3 separate regions of the Mus musculus genome follow, and regions 1 and 2 are each linked to region 3. A link is a contact called in public HiChIP or PLAC-seq data. All regions are on one chromosome and are shown on one strand. The core of a region is the stretch at or near the end of the contact, and the rest is flanking DNA. Distances in the headings are between cores, read along the strand shown. Region 1 has its middle 38 kb from the start of 4930526H09Rik. Region 2 has its middle 64 kb from the start of 4930526H09Rik. Region 3 has its middle 24 kb from the start of Plk2.

Region 1 (2,895 bases), core at 111-2,610, 520 kb after region 3:
ACTGCCAAGTTCTTCACAGCAGCCCTGCCTATCACTTCACCATAAAACTGAGACAAGACTGACCACACCACAGCATTAAGATAGAAACTACAAGTTCCCTGCCCACCCCCCACCCCCGTGGTACATCTAAAGTCAGTTCTGTGAGACTGAATCTTGCTACCAGGATTTGAACTTCATATCTTTCTTTTCTCTGAAATTATTCTCTAAGTATGAGATACTAAAAGGCCTGCTTTAGAACACTGCACTAAGAGTTAAGTGTTCACATAGTTTTGGTTAGTCTACAGAGGATGCTCCAAACAGTGAATCTTAGTTACTCTTGCCACACAGAGGTAATTCATTCTCATTCTCTCTCTCCCTCCCCCTCCCCCTCCCCCTCCCCCTTCCCCTCCCTCTCTCTCTCTCCCTCTCTCCTTCTTCCCCACCTCTCTCTGTCTCTGTCTCTGTCTCTGTCTGTCTCTGTCTGTCTCTCTGTCTCTCTGTCTCTCTCTGTCTCTCTCTGTCTCTCTCTGTCTCTCTCTCTCTCTCTCTCTCTGTGTGTGTGTGTGTGTGTGTGTGTGTGTGTGTGTGTGTTAAAACTATTAATTGTAGTAAGCATGGAGAATGACATGTAAGCAAGTCTTAAAATAGATTTTTTTTAATAGAGTTTAACTATTACCAGGAAGCTTCTGTGTCTGTAAATCTATGTGAATTTGAGAACAAACTTTGTCAACTAAACATAGCCCTCCTATTCCCTTCAGAAACCCCTTTTGACTTTCCAACTCCTGCCAATAATTTAAAAGTAAACAAGCAAACAGACAACAAGAATACTACATTTAACCAAGTTAAATACATTTTTGTCCTCCATATCTTATTTATATTAGCCTTTTTAAATTATAGAGAGCCTGAAATTTACATATCTTGAGTAATTTTCTCCATGTAACATAATTGAAAGGAAAGTCCATTTCTTGTCACCATTACCTGGTATTTTTTGTGCTTTAACCAGTTATATATTCATCCACTGTTTTTTTTTTCTTATTTCTAATTGTCACATGATTGTACATATTTATGTGAAACAATGTGATATGTGAACATTACACACACACAAACACACACACGTACACCATTTGAAATGATTAGTGTACCTGCTCTCTTTATTGTGGCTGTGTGATAGGAGCATTAAACATCCCTCCTTCTGAGTAGTTTAAACTATCCAATACATCATTGGCCACCTTAAATCTAGTTTTCTTTTGGCCAAATTTCACTTACCAAAATGTAATATGTCATTAATATCACATCTGTCTGTCCCAGTGATTACTACTGACACAGCATAAAGGGCAAGCTAAAAATAAAGCAGACGTAAGGCTCCATCAGTCACCAGCTTGCCTCCCTAGAGCTATTTTAAGCATGAGCCTCCTCTCTGCAGGATCTCTTGACCTCAGAGAGGGAGAAGTCATAGAGTTCAAGTCATGGGTGGCAGTGATTCATCCAGACTTAGTAATCCTTTTCCTCAGTAGTCCACTTGTATGCTTATGACCACTATCACAAATAAGAAATAACTTGTAAAGCTCAAGTTGAAAGTACCCAAGGAGCTAAAGGGGTCTGCAACTCAATAGGAGGAACAACAATATGAACTAACCAGTACCCCTAGAGCTTGTGACTCTAGTTGCATATGTAGCAGAGGATGGCCTAGGTGGCTATCAATGGGAGGAGAGGCCCTTGGTCTTGCAAAGATCATATGCCCCAGTACAGGGGAATGCCAGGGCTAGGAAGGGGGAGTGAGTGGGTTGGGTAGCAGGGCAGGGGGAGGGTATAGGGGACTTTCAAAGAGGAAACTAGGAAAGGGGGTAGCATTTGAAATGTAAATGAAGAAAATATCTAATAAAGAAAAAGAAATACAAAAAATAAGTTTCTTAAGGTAAACATCTAAAAGTCTTTGGCTTGCCGTCAAGGATCAAAAGGTATTTTTCAATGTTTCACTAATAATCAATACACGAAAAATATCTTAATACCCCAATAAAGTAGAGTTAAGACAATGACCCCGATTAGATGGACCATGTTCCAGGACAGCCCCAAGGATATGTGGACAAAGCAAAATAGACTCAATGAGTTAAAGAGAGAGAGGAGAGTTGATGAAATTGGGTGGATCTGTGAAGAGTTGGCCAAATATAGTGTACAAAATTCTCACATAATTAGGTGTGATGGCGCACACCTTTAATCCCAACACTCAGGAGGCAGAGGCAGGCAGATTTCTGAGTTCGAGGCCAGCCTGGTCTACAAAGTGAGTTCCAGGACAGCCAGGGCTACACAGAGAGACCCTGTCTCAAAAAAACAAAAAACAAAAAAAATTAATAAAATGTTATTTCATGGAGAAAAGGAAAATATTATTTGAGGAAGAAAAGATAGTAGTGGAAGTATGAATATAATAAGATAAATATCATACATGTGTCAATGTCATGATGAGTCTCACTGTTTGATACAACTAATAGACAGGAGTTACAAAGGAAAAAATATTTTAAAAATCCTTCTGAACTCTTTGGAATCATATGAGCAATCTAAGGAGGAAGTCCGGTCTATTTTCAGCCCCAAATTAAATATGGCCAATTTAAAATTAATTGACACAATATTTATAAATAACTCAAGACTCATCCGAGGTGGCAACACTTCCTCCCTATGCTCCATCCTCTCAAGTGTTCGAAGCTTACATTAAGGCCTCCAAATTGAGCAATCTTGCTGAATCATTAATGTTACCCTTTTGACTCACAAGAAGACACAAGGATTTGACAAAAATATTTACAAGCTTGCCTTCCTGAACCCATACTCCTGCTGTGGGGTCAGATCTCAACTTCATGATAGTTTTAGAAAACTATTTCTGGCATACCTGATCATGGTTAGTGACTTCAAGTCACATTGGCACAG
Region 2 (2,700 bases), core at 5-2,504, 550 kb after region 3:
AACTCTGTAGAACAAAGTGTAGTATTTCACTGTGAATTAGCCTGTTAAAAAAAATGTTACAAAGCAGAGCTCATTGTTTTAGGATTTACTGTTCCACACATCCTAAAGATATGATAAGAAACTATGAAGTCAGCACTGTAGCTATTGAGACAGCGAGAGCAGACAAGCTCCATCCAGAAACAAATAGATTTCCTACAGACCTGTGATCTTGCTTATCTAAGAGGAAGGTTTTGTTTGCTTGTCAATCAAGCAGAGCAGATCTTCTGGGCGCGCGGCCACACCTTGGACTGGGGAAGCTCAGGAAGGAAGGAATGTGGGAAGGAAGAGGGGAGAGGCCATTTCCTGATGGGTCAGCTGCTGGCAAGTGTCTGGACCCTGGGAAAGCTGTGGTGTAAGCCTTCCTCTCCTTGGAGAGCAAGCAGAGCAGCAGGAACAATGGTGTGAAACTCTGCCGGTAACTCCCAGGTCACGCCTGGAGCAGCATGGTCCACCGGCAGCAGGTTATGCCTCAACATGTCCTGGACTCTCGGCAGCCTGCTGTTTAAACCTCCCTGTGCAATCCCTCTGCCAACATGAAGCATATTCTCAAGGCAATTTCTCTCCAAGGGAGACAAAGAGCATCTAGCACTGGGTTAACTGAAAAGCCATGGCATGGGAGAAAAGGCCTTCTAAGACTCTCAGACTGCCAATCCCAGAGATCTTGACTGACAGTTCTTATGTTTTAACATCCCAAGTGATCTTTTTATGTTCAGTTTCTGATTAATCTGCAGAGCATCCTCCTGTGTTAGGCTACTCAGGATCTGTAGAATGAGTTAAAAGACACCATTCCCTGCTCCAGGCTTGGTCTCCCCACGCTCTGAAAGGGCTGTGCCAAGGAAACTTACTTCTACTGTTAATGTCTCAGCTAAAAGGTGCTTAATCATTGTAAGAATTTCTTAGCTGGGCGTGGTGGGTACATGCATATAATTCCAACATGTGGGAGGTGGGGGCGGGGCCATCAGGAATTTGAGGTTATCCTGAACAACATAGTGAGTTCATGTCCAACCTAGAATACAAAGTACAAAATCTGAAGAAAAACGAAACAAAACTACAAAAATGAAAACAAGGACCAGCTGGGTTGGTGCAGAGGAAAGCCAAGATAAACCAAGAAAAAAAAAAATAAAACACATCAATTTAAAAATACCTTATTCAATATTCAAGACAAGATTTCCTACTGTTCCTAGTCTAAGAGACTAGTTTAGGGTAATCTCTTTCCCTCCCTTCCTCTTTCACACAGTGTAAGCAGGGCATTTGGCTCCTCCCTAGCACAGTGCAAGCCTCCATGTTCTTTAAATCTGGTACATTCCTGCCCTCTAGAGGACAGAGTTCCAATCACTGCTAGGATCAAACAGTTGCTTTGTGGAGACTGAATTGTCAAATTCATAGCCGTGAAGTACTCTTGGCTCACACAGGCACAACAGCTTTCAAAAAAATAATCTTTCTTCAGGTGATTCCCAGGCATCAAATTTACCTAAAGGTCATTTTTCTTATAAACAGGAGTAGTTCGTTGTTGGTGAAAATGTAATACCATATGGATTTATTTCTCTGTTTTTCCTACACGTGCTTAAATTGGCCAAAACAGTGGCAATGAGCTTAAGCCAATGTCTTTGGAGCTTCTCCCTAATCCTCACCCCTCAGTTCTCAACACAGGAGTCCAAGAGCGCCAGGAAGATCATCCAAAGAAGTCATTCTTCAATCCCTTTAAGCCGATGGGGCTTTGCACTTCCCGGGCAGGATTGAAGCAGCCAGACACATGCTGTCGCCTTCTCCTCCACTAGGAGAACTTCCTAGCAGAGCCAAGAGGGCCAAGTGACGTTCTCCAAGTGACGTTCTCCAGGCCACAGAGTTGGATTGAGGCATATGGTGCAATGGAACCCAAACTGCTGATAATGTTTTTAAGCCTGTGGCATCAGTTTTCTATTCAAAGACCAAGCCAGAGGTTTGCGTTATTTTATTTTTAGTTACATAGACACCAGGCTATTTATCACCAGGGACAGAAGTGAATCTAGCACTGCCCCCTGTGTGGTGGTTTGAATGAAAAGGGCCTCCATAGGTGCAGAGGGAGTGGTACTATTAGGAGGCATGGCCTTGTTGAGGAGGTGTGCCACACTGGAGGTAGCTTCGAAGTTTCAAATGCTCAAGCCAAACCCAGTGTCTCTTTCTCTTCCTGGTGCTTTCAGATCCAGATGTAGAACTCTCAGCTACTTCCCCAGCACCACACCTGCCCAGATGCTGCCATGCTTCCTGCCATGATGAAAATGGACTTAACCTAGAAACTGTAAGGCAGCCCCAATTAAATGTTTTCCTTTATAAGAGTTGGGTAGTCATAGAGTCTCGTCACAGCAATTGTCACTCTCCAACATGTGTCTATTTCAGACTAGGTCATGGCACCATTGGATATGGTGATCTTCCTGGTTACAGTCATCTATATTCTGGAACCTTGGAAAGTGTTTGTGATGCTGGCTGTCCTTTTATAACAACTTTCTGGCCTTTGTTCTCTTCCGTTTATGAATAAGAAACTAAGGAATATCACTAGACCAGGCCATAGAGCATACAACTGTAAGATCTCTTCTGCTCTAAAATGTGTCATTTCTGTTTCATCACGAAGTTTCTAACAAAGAAAAGAGCACTAGATCGATGCATAAATTACTTCATCTATTT
Region 3 (2,700 bases), core at 108-2,607:
TCCCTTCCCTCCTCTATTACACACACACACACACACACACACACACACACACACACACACATCAAAATACCAAAGCCAAAATACCAATCAGAACGGCCTCCCTTTTAGTTCACCTGAATTCTGACTTTACTGTTTGGAATTTCAGAGATCTTTTAAAACCTTCTCAGGGTTTGTTTTTATTGATTTCCTCATCTTAATGAGGAGTACATTAATATACTATGATACAAATTGTAGGCTTTCTATAAATACTGGTGATGATGGTGGTTATTGTAGAGACCAGCAGCATCATGTGACTCTGCTTCTGAACTTACCAAAGCCTGCTGGCTACAGTAGACTAAACTAGAGTGTCACATGCGGGGCTTCCAGGGGAGAAGGGACACCTAATGTCAGAGTGTTGAAAAACAGCAGGAAATGAAGGTCACAGAAAGATACTGTGAGTCTTTGACTTGCCACTAACATTCATAGAATCAGAAAGTTCAAATAGCCACAGGAGAAGACCATCCAAGTTCACAGCTGTAAGTTGTACAAAATAAAGGATTAAAAGTCTTCAGCTGTTCTCTGGAGAGCTTATGCACTGGCGTGGTAATGGCAAAGGGATAATCATGTGACTTTGTATTGCCTTTGCTTCCAAATTTTGTATATGCTGTTATGGACCAATTCTAACGCAAGGAGTTTAAGGACAGGAAACTCCTTCTTATCCATGCCATTAGACACAGAGAAATGCCAGAGACAAAAAAATAAAAAAATAAAAAAATAAAAGATATTCTAATGTATTACTAAATATCAGATATTTGCTCTTGGTGAATTATGTAGGCATCTGCCCAGCCAGCTACTTCTATGAATTGCTATTGCAACTTTGTTATACACATGCAGCAGCTTCCACATGTAACCTTGTAATGCAACCACTGGTCAATACCCATTTCCTCTCCACACGGAGATAGGAGGTATAAGTTAAAACAGTGCTCGGTCCTTAATGAAGTTTCATTACATATTAATTCATTGCATATGAACAAATGTATCAAGGTAGCTGATTTTTGTTATTCAGTCTATATTATTTTACATGCATAGACATCTGTAATGACTGAAAGCTCAACTCAGACAGAGAAAGAAGGAAGGATCAAACAAATAAAAATGGAATGACTTGTTTAATGGCTTCAAAGAAGTCCTTGGAATGTTTCTGTGAAACAAAGGCATCAAAAGCAAATGTTGACATTTCTACAGAGGTTGACTGGCAACATTGTGGCCATGGCCTTCTGCCTAACCCAAAGAGAAGACGATCTTATCTCCTACTCCCACAGTGGATTGGGAAGTCTCCACTTCTCAGTGGGTGCAGGACCTGGGACCTGCTCTGACATCATCGGTGATGAATCACTGGATCCGTTTGGCACCACAGCTCTGCAGATTGGCACGCCAAACTCTTTGAGGCTTCTTAAAGAAGTGGTGTTTTACATTTGTAAGAGCATGGCATGTGCGTCTGTTTTAGTTGAGAGGTGGTTGAACTTTGGGAAATGTAGCTTTTTTCAAAAAAAACTGTGGGGCAAACACTCTTCACTGAGACAGCTGCTAAATCCTACTGGGTAAAAGGTGACAGTTTACCATGCTACGACTACCAAGAAAATCATGAAAAAGTCAGCAGCTAGAACTGATATTATCTGGTTTTTAACTCCTCCTACCTTTTTGTGCTTTTGTTTGTTTGTTTTGTTGTTGTGTGTGGCTCTTCTAAAAGGGAACTAGTCCACTAGTTAGTGCTTAGTGTTTCCTGGATTGTAGCTATACTTTAGAAACATAGACGAAGTTGGAGACAGTATGAGGGGATAATATCAGTACTAAGTTGCTAATTGTTCCAGAGAGGGACGAGTCCTGAGTGGTCATGCGGTTACTCCAGCGGCTGCCTTCAACAGTGTTGGTGTAAGGAAATAGTGCAAGAAGCTCACTATGGATATTATAGGACCCTGCCTCACATTCCTCACAGATTTGCAATTCTTCACAGGCTTTATTTTTCTATCTTCCATAATGTTAAGGAAGATGAATCTAATGTAAGTTTTCCTCACAAAAAATTAGTTTCTCCTCCAATGTCTAATTTAAAATGGACACCCTGAGGAGCTCAAAGGTTCACAACTAGGGAAAGATAATGTTTGATGGCACAGGCCCTTCCTATAGGTAGCTTTGAAGTGCTGAGCAGACAGCATGATGCACTCTAAGGAGAGAGAGAGGACTGAGGATCAGTGCTGTGAAAACATCTACTCATTAATCACCCGGAGCCAAGGAATTTCATTCATTATATGTGTGCCTTTCTGTAAGATTCGGGAATCTATGACTAACTCCTTGCACTTACTGTAAGGCCTGAATAAGATGTGTAATAGCATCGAGCTCGTTTTGCCTTGAGGCAGCTTTTCCTATGACACAGCTCTCCTTGCTTCCTTTTCAGTGGATAGGAGGCGTGTCTAGTCTACAAAGTTAAAAAAAATTCATTATATGCATATGATAAATAATAAAGACCAGGGAAAGGATCAGGAAATGCATTATGAAATCAGAAACATCAAAATTATTTCAAATATCAGTAATTCATCTATCTGCTTGGAAAGAATGAGTCAACACTCCACTTGAGATATAGCTTTTTCAAATGTGTTGGATTTCAGTATAAATCCTGGCTTTTCAGGTTCCCATCCTTGTCTTCTTCGTGCACTATGTATGCAGCAC

Evidence for each region. HiChIP or PLAC-seq counts read pairs in DNA pulled down with a chosen protein or histone mark.
Region 1: a CTCF HiChIP or PLAC-seq map of the NIH/3T3 cell line shows a contact between it and region 3, with 6 read pairs. The contact joins two enhancer-like sites. A contact is called at or near these places in 1 of 15 datasets of contacts at CTCF or cohesin (the NIH/3T3 cell line), 1 of 484 Hi-C or Micro-C datasets (bone marrow-derived macrophages) and 4 of 115 datasets of contacts at active chromatin or transcription factors (bone marrow-derived macrophages, embryonic basal ganglia, embryonic stem cells and 1 more).
Region 2: a contact with region 3 is called in an SMC1A HiChIP or PLAC-seq map of the NIH/3T3 cell line, with 10 times the contacts expected there. The contact joins two enhancer-like sites. A contact is called at or near these places in 2 of 15 datasets of contacts at CTCF or cohesin (both in the NIH/3T3 cell line), 7 of 484 Hi-C or Micro-C datasets (the C2C12 cell line, the HPC-7 cell line, bone marrow-derived macrophages and 4 more) and 6 of 115 datasets of contacts at active chromatin or transcription factors (bone marrow-derived macrophages, a colorectal cancer cell line, embryonic basal ganglia and 3 more).

The regions. Positions count from the first base shown.
Region 1 is chr13:110,940,416-110,943,310 of GRCm38.p6, forward strand. No RefSeq gene overlaps it. Among named protein-coding and RNA genes, the nearest start is that of 4930526H09Rik, 38 kb to the left of the region's middle. Within about 2 kb of position 1,361, at least 33 of the 459 cell types and tissues checked have an H3K27ac peak or open chromatin away from gene starts, as enhancers often do. A contact at or near this core is called in the NIH/3T3 cell line, where this site is marked.
Region 2 is chr13:110,966,962-110,969,661 of GRCm38.p6, forward strand. No RefSeq gene overlaps it. Among named protein-coding and RNA genes, the nearest start is that of 4930526H09Rik, 64 kb to the left of the region's middle. Within about 2 kb of position 1,255, at least 130 of the 459 cell types and tissues checked have an H3K27ac peak or open chromatin away from gene starts, as enhancers often do. A contact at or near this core is called in the C2C12 cell line, the NIH/3T3 cell line and trophoblast stem cells, where this site is marked.
Region 3 is chr13:110,417,489-110,420,188 of GRCm38.p6, forward strand. No RefSeq gene overlaps it. Among named protein-coding and RNA genes, the nearest start is that of Plk2, 24 kb to the left of the region's middle. Within about 2 kb of position 1,358, at least 30 of the 459 cell types and tissues checked have an H3K27ac peak or open chromatin away from gene starts, as enhancers often do. A contact at or near this core is called in the C2C12 cell line, the NIH/3T3 cell line and trophoblast stem cells, where this site is marked.